5 separate regions of the Mus musculus genome follow, and regions 1, 2, 4 and 5 are each linked to region 3. The links are chromatin contacts, called in public Hi-C and HiChIP or PLAC-seq maps. All regions are on one chromosome and are shown on one strand. The core of a region is the stretch at or near the end of the contact, and the rest is flanking DNA. Distances in the headings are between cores, read along the strand shown. Region 1 overlaps Ebf1 (early B cell factor 1). Region 2 has its middle 97 kb from the start of Gm12159. Region 3 overlaps Ebf1 (early B cell factor 1). Region 4 has its middle 24 kb from the start of Gm12159. Region 5 overlaps Ebf1 (early B cell factor 1).

Region 1 (2,700 bases), core at 28-2,527, 150 kb before region 3:
TAAAGTGCTCTCATTCTGGAGAAGCTTGTCACAATCCCAGCAAAGACATTGACCCTTCTACTAGTGGAGACCAAAAAACAACTTCTAAAGCACTCTACCAAAAGCAAGCGATCGGTGTTCAATGCCCAGTGCCCCCCTCGCTGCTATCAAAGGCTGATACTTGCCATGATCTTGAGACTGTTGGCGAGTGGACTGTCTTATTTGAAGCCCTGAAGCACTTAGGCCAGCTTTTCTGTTTAGTTTCAGAAGGAAGAACTGGGAATAATTCAAAGAGTATAAATAGTCCAAAGCCGGCTTCCAGCCCAATGATGAACAGCACCAAAAAGATTGTGTTTGGAATGTTGGTAAAAATGCTGGTCTTCCAAACTTCATTCAGACCAAAATTTATGACTGTGTATGTCATTTTAGGCACAGTAGGGAAATGGAACATGGTTGTATGTTTGTGACATTCTGATGATGGTGGAAACAGGGCAGAGATTGGGATATTCATTTGGGAGAGTCAGGGGGATGGCGAGACCTTTGATATTTGACCGTGAATTCCCTGTTATGTTGGGAAGGAACCCAAGAGCTAATTTAACAAGAGAGCATTCTGGCAGCAAATACAATAGAATAGAGAGGCTGCTGGTGTGAAGGGGGAAGGATAGTGTGACTAGTTTTGTGAGCTCTGAAGCAGAAAGAGAGGAAAAGAAGGTGCTGGGGTAGATTTTAGTTGACATCGTGGAGGAGAGGGATGATTGCTTTGGGGGCAGAAGACGGTTTTATTTGGTTCTGTTCCTTTAACTAGATAGATTTATGGAAAGTTCACTGCACAGTGTCTAAGGAATAAGAAAAATACCATATCGTTGTGTGGGTTGACTGCTGGACCTTCCCGTGGCAATGAGTATCTCCATTCACAAAGAGTCCTGCTCTAGTTCATAGGACCACAGACAACCCCCTGCATTCAAATTACATCTACCTCTGCCATGAACTCTCTGTGGGAAGGCAAGTTACTTAATATCTCAATGATTCAGCTGCTTTTTATCTGGAGAACTGGGGCAGAGGTGGAGAGTGGGTGAATGGTTGAGGGAGTGGGAAGCGGTTGTGAAGATTAAAATAAAGCGTGCACTAAGCATGCTACATCGCAAGTAGTAACCTCCAGTTGACATGAGCCATGACTCTTACAAAACAGTATTCATTTTCCAAAGCCTGACACTTAGGTAAGTATTCTACTAGTCTGCTTTGCAGCAGTCTTTTGAAGAGAAATAAAGTGACCATCGTGGAAAGGCAGTCTGTGCTCTGAGTCATCTTGGCAAAGAAAGAACTGTCATCACGCCAGAGTGCATGCAAACTTGATCCCATAGTTCAAGGCAACCTACACGAAATCGCATGTCTTCCCAGGCTGTTTGTACTTGGGAAGAGGTTGTCAACATGACTATCTTCATATGAGAAGAGTTCTCTTTACTAAAAATATTTGAAACACTTGAAGGGCTCAGGGAAATGGTTGTGGGTGGAGACTGCCTAGGAGGTGGGGCATAAACTATAGGCACTGTGATCTTATCATACCTGTTGGCATAATTTGAGGAAAAGAGAGCCAACAGCAGGGGCCATCCTGGAGAGAGGCAAGAAAACTCAAAAAGAGACACAGGCAGACCTATTGTAGCTTTCCATAGACCTAGTTTTTGTTTCTTTGTTTTTACAAGGCTGCTGAGAATCTGAACTCAGATCCTCATGTTTGCAGGGAGAACACTTTATTGACAAAACCATCTTCCCAGCCCTTCAGTAACAACTGAGAAATTAATTAATCTATCTGGCTATTGATTACTCTTAAAAAATATTTATTTCAGTAAGAACTTAGCATCACATCTCACTCTTAGTAAACATGACAGTGATGGGTACACAGAGAGAGGCCTCTCAAAGGAAGGGTGCAAGGTGTGTGGCTGGAGAGATGCTCTCTCCCCAGGGGAACTTGGGTCCTCCGAAGGAATAGTCCTAACCAACGAGCCATATCTTTGGCCCTAGTCCTTTTCATAATAATAATAATAATAATAATAATAATAACAATATATATATTTAATTTTGAAATTGATACAGAAAAGCCATACCACACAGCCTTATGATTTGCTTCTTGTGGTGTAGAGTGGGTGTTGTAGGACTCTTCTCACAGGGTTGGTCTAGCCCCAAACTTGTTTGGAACATTGAGCAATGTCATACTTTGTCAACAGACGTGCCAAGCTTCTCTTCTGTGGGGAAGCTTTGACAACACTACTTATGGAGTCAGATAGCTGGGGAGATTTGAGCTGTTCCTGTTGACAAGCCATTGCTCCTCAGTTCATACAATTTTGGGCAGTCCATGGGTCTCTGGGAAGCCTGGTTGATTCTTTGATGTTACCAGCTAAGGCTCCTTCTGACATGAGTTCCAAATAATCTATTTTAAAAGCCTCCGAGATTTTGAGAGTACACAGTGGTTCTGTTATGAGGAAGCAAAATGTATTTAGGTGTGTGTGTGTTAAGAATGTGGACAGTTGAGCATCCCTAATTTGAAGAATCAGAAATACCAAATGCTCCAAGAAGAAAAAGAATTTTGAGCACCAACATGAGGCCACAAGAAGAAATAAATGCCACATCTGACTTCATGTGATGGCTTAGAGTCAAAACGCAGGTGCATTAAAAATTGTATTAAATTACATTCAGGTTGCGTGTAGAAGGTATAAAGGTGTTTAT
Region 2 (2,700 bases), core at 191-2,690, 210 kb after region 3:
CCAGCCTGGTCTACAGAGTGAGTTCCAGGACAGCCAAGGTTACACAGAGAAAAACAAAACAAAACACCAAAAGAGTGAGACACGGTGGGTCATGGCTGCAATCATAGTCATCAAATAGTTGAAATGAGTCCCATGAGTCCCGTAGCTTCAGAAGAACCTTAACAGAGACCAAAATCTCTAGCTTTTATTCTGTAGATCATAATCATATCACAAGTATAGACTTAGAAAGTTCAGAAAACCTATTTGTCAGTGCTTCAGGGAAAGTTTAAGTCATAGTCAGGTTTAAACTTCCGAGCCCTTGGCTGAACACTGCTTTCAAGCTATGTATGCTATGTATCTATGTACACTATGAGTACATCAAATATACACAAACAACCTAGTGATACCTGAGACCTTGGTATTATGCAAAGAGTAATACACATGATGTAAATTTCCTATATCATTGATCACCACTTTGCATGTGGAAAACTTCACTAATTACAGATGTATATATGTGGCCACATTTTCTCTAGATGCTGAGACCTCAGAAATGTAAGCTCAACAAAAACTGCCAAGTGAGTGTTGCTTTTCCTCATCAAATGTCACAATGGAGGTGGAGCCCATCAAAAGTGAAGTCACCAAGAATGCTGATTGGAGAGGCAGGAGCAGCGGCTCAGTGGTAAAGAGGACTTACTGCTCTTTCAGGGGCTCCAGCTCCAGGACCTGCTGCTCTCTTCTGGCTTCCATGGGTACCCACAGGCACTTACCAGATGTCCTCACATGCTTGCTGTCCACCCATGTAAACATACAAGCATACAAGGAGGGAAATGCTGGTTTGAAATGGTGAAGGAAGAATCTTAAGGAATTGATTTTAACGGATCTTCTTTTTAAAAAAAAAAAAATAGGTTGATTCGTTTCTGATTTCTGTCCCTGTGAAAACTCGCTTTTTCTTTGGAAGAGAAATTTTATCACAGTAACTGAGGAATGCCTCTTTTTAAAGCAAAAGAATGTCATCACAATGGAACATCTGGTGTTAGGACAGAATATCCCCTGCCTCCAGATCCACATTGTCTACCATGCTGGATCCTCCCTGTATTAAAGCAGATGTTGAGAACATGCCCTTATGCTGGAAATATTTTCCAGGATGGCAGGTGTACATGGACAGGTAAATGAATCTCACAATACCACAGACATCCGGAATATGAAGATTTTGGTTAACCGAGGAAAAGAATTGTTGTCCTGTGTGATTTTGGGAACCTGAAGATCATATCTGCCTTATTCCTCCACTCTTCTTCCATGAAATGATCCCATAGGCTCCTGTGTTTGAACACTTGGACTTCATGGTGGTGCTGTTTGAGGAGGCTGTGAAACTCCAGGAAGTAGAACCTCATAAGAGGAAATAGTTCCCCAGGGGCAAGCCCTTGAGTCTTCCTAGCTAGAGCCCACTTCCTGTTTACTCTCTGCTTCCTGAGTGTGAGTGAAGCTGACTAGCTCTCTTTGGCCTGTGATGCTGTCCCCGGCTCTCTACCCCAGACTTGCAAGCCAAATAAATCTTACCCTACCTTAATTGCTTTCTCTTGTATTTTGATGTAACAACTAGCAAGCCACCCTTCTATCACAGCAATAGGGTGATCTTTAAAGGAAATCCCAGCTTTGGGAAGATTCTCTCTCTGTGTCAAAGTGCCCCTCAGCTCCTCTACCCTGCAACTGCAGGAGTACCCCATGCCATATGTGTACATTGAAAGGGTGTTAACAACTAATTTCCCAAAGAAGAGTAAGGTCATCTTGTTAGGGACACTTGGCGAGCATTTGAGTACTGATTCTATGTTACACATCAATTTAGGATTTGGAAACATAATGAGTCATTTCCAGAAATCTCTGTACCTAGGAATTAGAGAGAACACATGTCAAACAGGAAACATTAACATTAAACAGGCATTAACTGTACTTCTGAGCCATGCTGCAGGTTTTCTCTGGGTCCTTTGGTATCATTGGGCACATATAAAGCCTCAGCAAAGACATAAAGAGTATTGCATTCATCTCTAGCAGCTGGAGTCTGGCCCAGTCAATGTATTTATTATATCTGTTGTCTCCACGTGAGCCCCAGGTACTTCAACAGCTATACTAAGCCTGGCTTCCTGTTCCCAGGTGTGTACCATTCCATCACTGTCTAAACTTGATGCCAGTGCAGGTCTCCACAGTTAGTGGAAAAGAAAGAATAAGATGCATTATAGAGAGGGGCAGGACAAGCTGCAGGGTCAGAAGAGAGGGGTGGTTCAAGCAACTGAGGCAGAATTGTGTACCAGCTTCTGAGCTGTTGGCTGTTAAAAAGCTTCTGTGACCTTTAAGAAACATCACCCAAATTCTCATCTTTGGAGACATGCAATGCTGGGACTTGCTTCTGGAGATGTCTGGGAAGGTCAAGGCTCTCGGAGAGTACTGGCTCTTGCCTTGCTGCTCATACCTTGCACAGCAGCCCTCAAAGAGCAGCCTCAGTGTGTCTTCCTGAAACACCGGAACTGCTGGGAGGTGCCCAACTTCATTTTTTCCGTTTTCTGTGGCTTCTGAGCGCAGATCTCCATGTGTGCCGAGCCAATGAATAGTAAATATCAAGCCCTTGACTTTCTCAGACCTGTGGGACCCGTGTAAGGGGAAAAAGAAAAGGGCTCTCAAGAGTCTCACACTCCTTTCTTTAAGCTGCCATCTCCTCTGTTTGGAGTC
Region 3 (2,700 bases), core at 148-2,647:
CACATAAATATAAACCAGCAGATTGGATGCCTTAACAATGCAAATCATATCCATTTCACCTGTACATTGTACTGTGCACCCCCCCCAACTGTCAGCCATCACTAACATTCTAAGAAAAAAAAAAAAGAAAAAGAAGAAAAAAAAAGAGAGAAATCGAAAAGCACAAAAGAACTGTTTTGTTACTTTAAGACAATGTTACTTTTTCTAGTAGAGCAAGAGAACATTAACAAAGCTGCGACTGTGCATGCCCGGATGGATTTCAACGGTTTTCACTAGACTGTCAGAGTGCGGATTTTTATGGGTTGGGGAGGGGAGGGGAGGGAAGTTGGGGGGGTTGGTAGGGGAGGGGAGGGAGGAAAGCTGATTTTTCATGGTGAGAAATAATAATAATGACAACTGATGATAATAATAATAATAATAAAAATAAAAAGAAACTGGAAAAAAATATAAGCAAGGTTTAGCATTGCTTCTCCGTACTCAGAAAGGTTGTCTGAATTCGTGTGGTAAGCGCTGGCCTCAAGATGTCTAACGTCTAAAGCCATATTTTGTCTGGTGAGCCAGACAACTGTCTGCAAAGGAACGAGCAGCAAGCCGGTGAGGTGTCCGGCTCAGACCCTGACAAAAGACGCCACCAATCTGTTAGCCACGTGCTGTGACGTGATGAGAACTTTACTGGAAAGCCCAAAGAGCCTTTAAAAAGAAAATGTGTATCAATTGTGTTTTGTTACTTCTGTTTGATTAGCCGATGGAGAAGTAGTTTGGTTTTAGGAACCACTTTCTTCTACACAAAATCTTGTTTTTAAGTCCCTTTAAGATATAGCCCCCTAAATACAGAATATGGCTTTTAAAAAGAAGATGGAGTAGAGAATTCAATTCAGATTTCCGTTTTGGGGGAAGAGCCCTGCCTCTGGATGACTGGATATGTCCACGCCATGCCCGGCCTCACAATGTAGGATGCAGCTCCATGAACTCATTCTGCAAATCTTTCACCTTCTTTTCAAACGTTTTCAATAGACACACACTGTACAATCCAATTGTTAGAGCACTCAACTACTGTAGAGATTGTTATATTTCATTCTTTTTTATTTCTTTCTTTCTTTTCTTTTCTTCTCCTTTTTTTTTTTCAAAAATTCAAACTGTAAAAAACTTTTCAACGTTCACGATATTTAATTAAAGTTACTTCCTGTCTGTGATAGCAGCTCCTAGTGGCGTGTTCATTTCTCTATGGCAGAAGAGAAGAGCAACACTCAATGGACTGCAAAAGGCCCGGGTTTGCTATTATTCGGGCCAGTGTTAACACCCAGAGAGAATTAGCCTAGGCCTGGGGCACCCACTTCCTTTCTTTGTAGGTCCCACCGGGATCTGCTAATTTGGAATGCAAATTGAACACGCACAGCGTACTGCTGCCCTCTGCTGGCATGAGCCAGGTGTGCACGTGCTGGCCCACATTGGTGGCAAGAGCCCCCAGTCCTATTGTCAGTGAACAGTGAGATTCCCCCCATGATAGGGGCTGAATTGGGAATCCAGGAACTGGTCATTCTAGAACACCATCCTCTGCCCTGGAAGGCTGAGCTAAACTCTTCCTATGCAACTGCTAATTAATCCCAGTGTGCCTCCTGGTCAATTAATTATGTGCCCTGGCTTGCTGATGAGACGTGTGACTAGAGAACATATATATATATATATATATATATATATATATATATATATATATATATATATATGTATATATATATATGTATATATATATATATATAAACTTTGTGTGGATAATAGTTTTTTTTTTCTTTTTCCTGGTTGACAAAACCACATCTGTCTGGAATTGAAAGTTACAGGCACTCAGTCGTTGTGCAAACTTCATAGGTCCACAGAAGATATACACACATCTGGGACCGGGTCATTTAAGGATACATCTTTCCATTGTACGTTCCATGTCTTCACTAATTTTGCAATGACTGGACACGATGAGGTTAATGGCGCTTACAAAATGCCTCGACCAACAGAAACTCCATGGCCAGACCTAAGAGGGTGTCCCATAACCACCAGCACATTCATTTGTGGGAGGCACTGCTATGGCACTACCCTGAAATACAGCCCAAGGTAAGGTCATGAAAGGCCACCCCATGTAAGCCAGAACATACAGAAGCTGCTGTCCTGTCTCCATGGAGACTCCTACCTGATCAGCTTGGCCATCCCCTATTTTTTCAATTCTGTATCAGTTGCAGAGGAGAAACACTGAGCAAAAGGTTCAGGATGACTTCAGGATGCATGTGGTGCCAGACAAGACAACCCGCTTCCACGTCATCCATGTCTATGATGCTTAAACTGCAAGAGGCAGACATATGCCAGAGCTCCACAGAATAAAAACAGATAACCACACTCTGAATTGGCTTAGAACTCCGTAAGGCCTACCTCTTGACAGCATTCATTCATTCATTCATTCATTCACTCATTCATTCATTTGTTCCCTTAAACCTCAAGCATTTGGCATGCCTATGACCCTTGATGAGGAGTAGTGGACCCATTCGTAAGAACACTGGCATTGTTCCCACTCTTGGCGCTTACAATAGAAAAATTGACATAAACCCACAACACACATAACATCTAACGAGGGTATTGAGGTCCGAGTCAAGAATGCTTTGAAGGTATAACATCGTGAGGTCTGACATAATCTAAGGACTTTCTGGAAAAGTCTTCTAG
Region 4 (2,700 bases), core at 198-2,697, 130 kb after region 3:
CAAACAGGGGGAGAGCTCATTTGTCTCCAGTTATACATGAAATGGCTCATAATAGCGGATGCCGAGTTCATGAAGTGTATGTTCGACCTCCTTTGATATAAATTCCATCATCAGCTCACAAAGAAATTGTATTTATGCACAAGACAGTGTTCTCCAATGTGAGCCCTATAAATTACAAGAACAGGAAATCCAAATTTATAAGATGCCATTTCTGGATTTATTTTGAACGCTCGCTCCCCCATATTACCAAACAAATGCCACATTAGCAGAGCATGAAAGGCTTTTTACTGGCATTAAGCTACAGCCATGACATTCACAGCACAGGCCGGGCTAAGGCTTAAATGCAAGTTGGAAAGCAAAGACAAAGCATGGGAAGGAGCCAGGACAGGGGGTCCAAAGGCCCATTGTTCCCTGCAATGTAGATAAGATGTTGTGTTTGCTCGGGAAGAAGTGTCAATGTTCATTTCTCTTCCCACATCCTACACAGTGAAACAAAATTCAGTTATTTCCCCCAGCCCTCACTAATACCTTCAGTAGCTCACATACCAGGGCTGGAGAGATGAGTTGGTGATGGAGCAGGTAGGGGGGTGCAAAGTTGGGCAAATAAGGAAGGCAGGCTGGATCTTAGAAAAGTTATGATGAGGGGAGGTGAGTATAATCTAAACCCATGGTATGAAATTCTCAAAGAACCAGAGTTCAATTCCCAACAACTATGTCATGTGGCTCAGAACCAACCATAACTTCAGCTCAATGAAATCTGACTCTGTCTTCTGGCCTCTGTGGGCACTGCACTTATACAGACCCAATATAGTCATTCAGACATGTAGTCTCTGCCTCTGCCTCTGTCTCTGTCTCTGTCTCTGTCTCTGTCTCTCTCTCTCTCTCTCTCTCTCTCTGCCTCTCTCTGTCTCTGCCTCTCTGTCTCTGTTTGTCTCTGTCTGTCTCTGTCTGTCTCCTTTCTCTCTCTCTCTCTCTCTCTCTCTCTCTCTCTCTCTCTCTCTCTCTCTCTCTTCCTCTCCCCCCCCCACACAATTTTAAAATAAAATAATTCTGGTACCTGTTCATTGGTTTACCTATCAAAAATGTATTAACTGCTTAATGTGCTTCAACTATTCAACTGAGAACATAGAATCTACAAAGAAGGACCAAGTAGGGAAGGTCAGGATGTTTTCTGTGTCTAAGTTATAATAAAAACGATCCAAACATTGGCTAACTTTTATCAACTAATTGCCATTGTTAGACACCATTCTAGATTTTCATATATGTTACTATCATTTATTCTTCTCATAACCCAGCAGGGATAGATCCTGTTTGTTTAAGGTAACCATGAAAAAAGCAAAGTTACATGTAAATTCTCCTGGCTAACGAGGAGGGCAATTGATAAGTGCACCAATGGCTTCCAGACTAGTGTATTTACCACTGTGCTGGCAGAAGTGGGCACTCTGAATCAGTCATCCATCTTTCACTTCCCCTTTTAGATGTCTGCTGGCATTGGATAAGTTAGTTGACTACATGGTGCTCTCTTTTTCTCATCAATAACATGGGTATAATTCTGCTTCTGTTTTCTGCCACAGATATACAGATAGAGGGCAGAGATGCATGAACAGAGCCAATGTTTGGGATGTGCTTCTCTGTTTATTATGGTCACCACTTAACACATCTCATCCCTCTCATTTCAAACAAGAATGCATGGAGACATCACAGACTATCTCTCATGGGACCTTCATTGAAAAAATATAATTTCCAACTAGCAGAGATACCCAGGATGTCTTAGGTCTTATGTGTTGAAAGTTGGCCACTAAATATCTACTGGCTTTCTACAATCGAGTTGTGTGTGTGTGGGGGGGGGGCGGCGGGGTGGGGGGAGTCACTTCTATAACTTGGTAATTCAAGCCAAGATGGAGCCTAGGAGATCTGAATGCAATGAAGCTCAGGGCGTAAAATTTCACTGTGCACTTAATCTAGATGCATACAGCTTAGCTCTCCACCATATCACCACATTCTCAGTCTCTTGTGTCTCCAGGAAAGATGTGAGGAAGGCTTCAGACACCCTCACAGTCTTGAGGGTTCTGTCTTGGAAACAAATCGATCCTTGAGTCCTGAGGACTGGATGCCAAACATCAAAATGTGTATAAAGTATAAAAGCACTGAGCAGTGCACTCTCCCCAAAGTGTGGGCACTGACTGCCTTTTCAGTCCCTAACTCTTGACATCCTCTGCTATTTTTGTTTGTTTGTTTTGTTTTTGTTTTTCTGTTTTGGGGTTTTTGTTTTGTTTTTCTGAGGTTTTTATCTTTCATCTTGGGCAATGTTCCTGGTGGCAAGTAATAGAGCCTGAACTGAGCTGTCTGGTACAGAAAAGGGATTTAGCAAAAGGCATGGGGTGAAACACCATCGAGAAACAAGCTTGGAGGACATTAGCCTGAAAGAAGACTTACACCTTGCTCCATCCACCACAGGATTAAACAATCAGATAATCGTGTTGGAGCTGGGATGTTGGTGCTAAAGGTAATCTCTCTTGACCATACCATCTTAGAGGCCTTTGTTCTTGTTACCTGGAAATGGTAAGATACAGTGTCCATTATCATTGCCAAAGTGCTTTCCCCTGTCTCTTTTGTTCAACTTCTGAACACAAAGATAGCAGTAAATGTCCATGGTTGTACAGTCTGTGGAGGTCCTGAGTTCAATTTCCAGCAACCAAA
Region 5 (2,700 bases), core at 176-2,675, 200 kb before region 3:
AGAAGCTTTCCCAACCGAGTCCCTGTCTCTGCTAACAACCACTGACATAGTATTGGAGAATGGGGTCTGAGGGAAGCCATAAGAGCAGTGAATTGAGGTGACCTGCCAGGGTGTGCCCTGTATAAAGGGGAAGTGGCCATAGAGTTTCAGCCAATAGTTGCCACACTGGAATGTGGACCTCATAACGCTAGACATCTCATTTCCAAGAAGTTTATGAAATTTTTTTGGTAAAATCCCAAGTTTAAAATGCTGGCCGTAAACACCCCCCCCCCTACTGCCTCCGTGCCCCCCCCCCCCGGAGCTCAATTATCCAGTTCCCAAATAAAACAAAGGCCATAGGCTCCAGAAGTTTGTGTTTGAAGTGGAGAAAACAAACAAATCTGCTATAGTTTGACATTCAGTCCTGTGGCAGAAAGGGCAGGTAACTAGCTCATGATCGCAAGGCCCTACTGTGTATGTGGCTAGCTCTGCTCTATCCTAAGGCTCTGAGCAATTTTCTTCTTTCTCAAACAGTTGCTATGAGCAAGGGACTCTTCCCTCCTCACTTTACACACATGGAAACTGAGGTTACTATTCCAAAAGGTAAAGGTGGGATCAGAAGCCAGATTCTTAGTTCTCTCGACTCAGGGGCTCATCCTCCACGCCCCCAACCAGACACATCTTGATTTGATGGGATGACACATCGGAGGCAGGAAGTACAGGCAAGTCACTGTCAGAGAGACGAGTTTTGGTGACGTACCCATCCCATTTCTGGGAAGAGCTTCCTCTCTCCCTCTCAGCAAACGGTCACAATACTTTGTAATCTATCTAGTTCTCGGGTCACGGGAGGGATTATTTCCAGGCATGTGCGGAAGAACATAGCGAAAATCTGAAGTGCTCTGTCAACACATGGAAGGAATATCACTCATAATTAGTCAGAGCACACTGCGAGGTGAGTCTCTGAAGCCGCTGCTTGTCTCCGAATCAAATACAATTAAATAACAATCCCTTCTTGACTCTTCAACTCAATCAAGTGTCTATTTGTAGAAGTGGCTTCAAACTGAACTCACTTTGGAAATTAATCAGCCACCACTAATGGCTGGAAAGTCAGAAGACCGCATTTATTTTAAGAGGAAAAAGAGCAAGTGGTAGAAAGAGATCCATCTCCAGGACAAAAGTTAACAGCCCAAACCCTGCCTGCTGTCTGCCAAGCCTGTGACTGCAGGGCAGCCTGTGAGAGCGCCCTGATGCCAGACCCCCTAATCAAGGGACTCCCCTTCTGAGAAGCCAGAAAGAAGGCCCAGAGTGGGCTGAGGGCATAGAACTGTTCATTGAAGACAGTGAGGGAGAGAAAGCCCTTCTGCCCCAGCCACTGTGGCCACTGGGGGAGGAAGAGGGAAACACAGAAGTCTTGAAGGAAGATGCCAAGGGCTTAGAGTGTCAGGGAAACTGTTCATTCACAGAGGCAGTGAGTAATCTTCTTATTCATAAATGAGTGAGCTGACTCAAGGAGTGGAGCCTGAGGAATCCAATGTGACTGGCTCCTTCTCACCCACAGACAGAGCCTTGCAGAGCGGTTCTCCTTCTTGCAGTCTCCACCTAAGGCCGATGATGGTTCGTCCTCCCAGCCTCCACACACTGATAACCCCACGTATTTTAATGGACATGGTCTCCCCTTGCTTTAGGATGATCACTCCCATGTACCCTGAATGCCCTTTGGAAGGGTTGGTCATGTAGCTTAGTGTTACAGGACCTGCCAAAGTGTGCAAGGCTCTGGGTTTGATCCCTAGGACTTAGAAAAACAAAAACAAGAGTACAGAAAAATAAGTGTAAGTCTCCAGGCTGGGGAGGTAGTTTAGTCAGGAAATTGCTCTGTGAACATTCAGGTGGGCCTGAATGGAGTCCCCAGAACCTACATAATAAAGCCGGGTGTGGTAAAACACACTTAGAATCCCATCACGGAGGAAGCAGAGACAGGCAGATATCTGTGGCTTACGGGTTAGCCATTCTAGCCTCCTTGGCAAGCTCCAGGCCAGTGGAGACCTTGTCTCAAAAAGCAGAGTAGGAGCTACAGAGGTTGCTCTATGATTAAGAGTACCTGCTGCTCTTCCACAGGAAACCTCTCTCTCTCTCTCTCTCTCTCTCTCTCTCTCTCTCTCTCTCTCTCTCTCTCTCTCTCATTTTTGGGATAGATAACCCTACCTAGAAGCCTGCCGCCTATTCTCTGTACCTAACTGGGTATTCTTGAGACAAACTAAAATCTACACACTCTGTGTCTTTAAAATGAGTGGCCTCACCCTATTGATTTAGTTGCACTATTGAAGTGGGTTAGAGTTCGGACAGAGAATCACACTCGTATTGCTTACTCTGTGATTTATATGTAATTATTTAGGAATGAAGTTTCCAATGTCTTGTGATCTGTCTTCTGGTTCTGTGACTAAGGCCTTCTTGTTAGCTTCCTAAGAATTTCCTGTCCTTTTCTACAGCAATAAAAGATTGCATAGAAAAGCACTCCTTCCTCCCAGTAGATGGGCGGCAGTTTGCACTTGAGCCAGCAGACACACATATATTTACCCATTTATTGTTGACTACCCACTGAGCGGCAGCTGGGGATGTAGCCACGAGCAAGACAGCCAATATTCCTGTTCTCATGGGCTTCTGTCCTAGTGGAGCAGGCAGGCGGTTAGCAAGTGAAATAAATAATCAAGCTCATTTTTCAGG

The links. HiChIP or PLAC-seq counts read pairs in DNA pulled down with a chosen protein or histone mark. A called contact is a pair of places that touch in the nucleus more often than the background predicts.
Region 1: a contact with region 3 is called in a Hi-C map of the C2C12 cell line, with 3 times the contacts expected there. The contact joins two enhancer-like sites. A contact is called at or near these places in 1 of 15 datasets of contacts at CTCF or cohesin (pro-B cells), 10 of 484 Hi-C or Micro-C datasets (the 63-12 cell line, the C2C12 cell line, the CH12 cell line and 6 more) and 1 of 115 datasets of contacts at active chromatin or transcription factors (fibro-adipogenic progenitors).
Region 2: a RAD21 HiChIP or PLAC-seq map of pro-B cells shows a contact between it and region 3, with 6 times the contacts expected there. The contact joins two enhancer-like sites. A contact is called at or near these places in 2 of 15 datasets of contacts at CTCF or cohesin (large pre-B cells and pro-B cells), 4 of 484 Hi-C or Micro-C datasets (the 3T3-L1 cell line, brown adipocytes, liver and 1 more) and 1 of 115 datasets of contacts at active chromatin or transcription factors (large pre-B cells).
Region 4: a contact with region 3 is called in a RAD21 HiChIP or PLAC-seq map of pro-B cells, with 4 times the contacts expected there. The contact joins two enhancer-like sites. A contact is called at or near these places in 1 of 39 promoter capture datasets (the C10 cell line), 2 of 15 datasets of contacts at CTCF or cohesin (large pre-B cells and pro-B cells) and 3 of 484 Hi-C or Micro-C datasets (embryonic stem cells and uterus).
Region 5: a Hi-C map of tail fibroblasts shows a contact between it and region 3, with 3 times the contacts expected there. The contact joins two enhancer-like sites. A contact is called at or near these places in 1 of 15 datasets of contacts at CTCF or cohesin (pro-B cells), 8 of 484 Hi-C or Micro-C datasets (adipose-derived mesenchymal stem cells, cerebellum, embryonic fibroblasts and 3 more), 2 of 115 datasets of contacts at active chromatin or transcription factors (the NIH/3T3 cell line and fibro-adipogenic progenitors) and 1 of 9 other capture datasets (embryonic tail).

The regions. Positions count from the first base shown.
Region 1 is chr11:44,853,449-44,856,148 of GRCm38.p6, forward strand. All of the region lies in intron 6 of Ebf1 (early B cell factor 1), which reads left to right. Among named protein-coding and RNA genes, the nearest start is that of Gm51859, 230 kb to the right of the region's middle. Within about 2 kb of position 1,278, at least 28 of the 459 cell types and tissues checked have an H3K27ac peak or open chromatin away from gene starts, as enhancers often do. A contact at or near this core is called in the C2C12 cell line, where this site is marked.
Region 2 is chr11:45,212,886-45,215,585 of GRCm38.p6, forward strand. No RefSeq gene overlaps it. Among named protein-coding and RNA genes, the nearest start is that of Gm12159, 97 kb to the left of the region's middle. Within about 2 kb of position 1,441, at least 19 of the 459 cell types and tissues checked have an H3K27ac peak or open chromatin away from gene starts, as enhancers often do. A contact at or near this core is called in pro-B cells, where this site is marked.
Region 3 is chr11:45,006,899-45,009,598 of GRCm38.p6, forward strand. It overlaps Ebf1 (early B cell factor 1), which reads left to right. Exons shown (of 16, transcript NM_007897.3): 16 at 1-1,198. Among named protein-coding and RNA genes, the nearest start is that of Gm51859, 80 kb to the right of the region's middle. Within about 2 kb of position 1,398, at least 28 of the 459 cell types and tissues checked have an H3K27ac peak or open chromatin away from gene starts, as enhancers often do. A contact at or near this core is called in the C2C12 cell line, pro-B cells and tail fibroblasts, where this site is marked.
Region 4 is chr11:45,139,239-45,141,938 of GRCm38.p6, forward strand. No RefSeq gene overlaps it. Among named protein-coding and RNA genes, the nearest start is that of Gm12159, 24 kb to the left of the region's middle. Within about 2 kb of position 1,448, at least 5 of the 459 cell types and tissues checked have an H3K27ac peak or open chromatin away from gene starts, as enhancers often do. A contact at or near this core is called in pro-B cells, where this site is marked.
Region 5 is chr11:44,811,091-44,813,790 of GRCm38.p6, forward strand. All of the region lies in intron 6 of Ebf1 (early B cell factor 1), which reads left to right. Among named protein-coding and RNA genes, the nearest start is that of Ebf1, 190 kb to the left of the region's middle. Within about 2 kb of position 1,426, at least 44 of the 459 cell types and tissues checked have an H3K27ac peak or open chromatin away from gene starts, as enhancers often do. A contact at or near this core is called in tail fibroblasts, where this site is marked.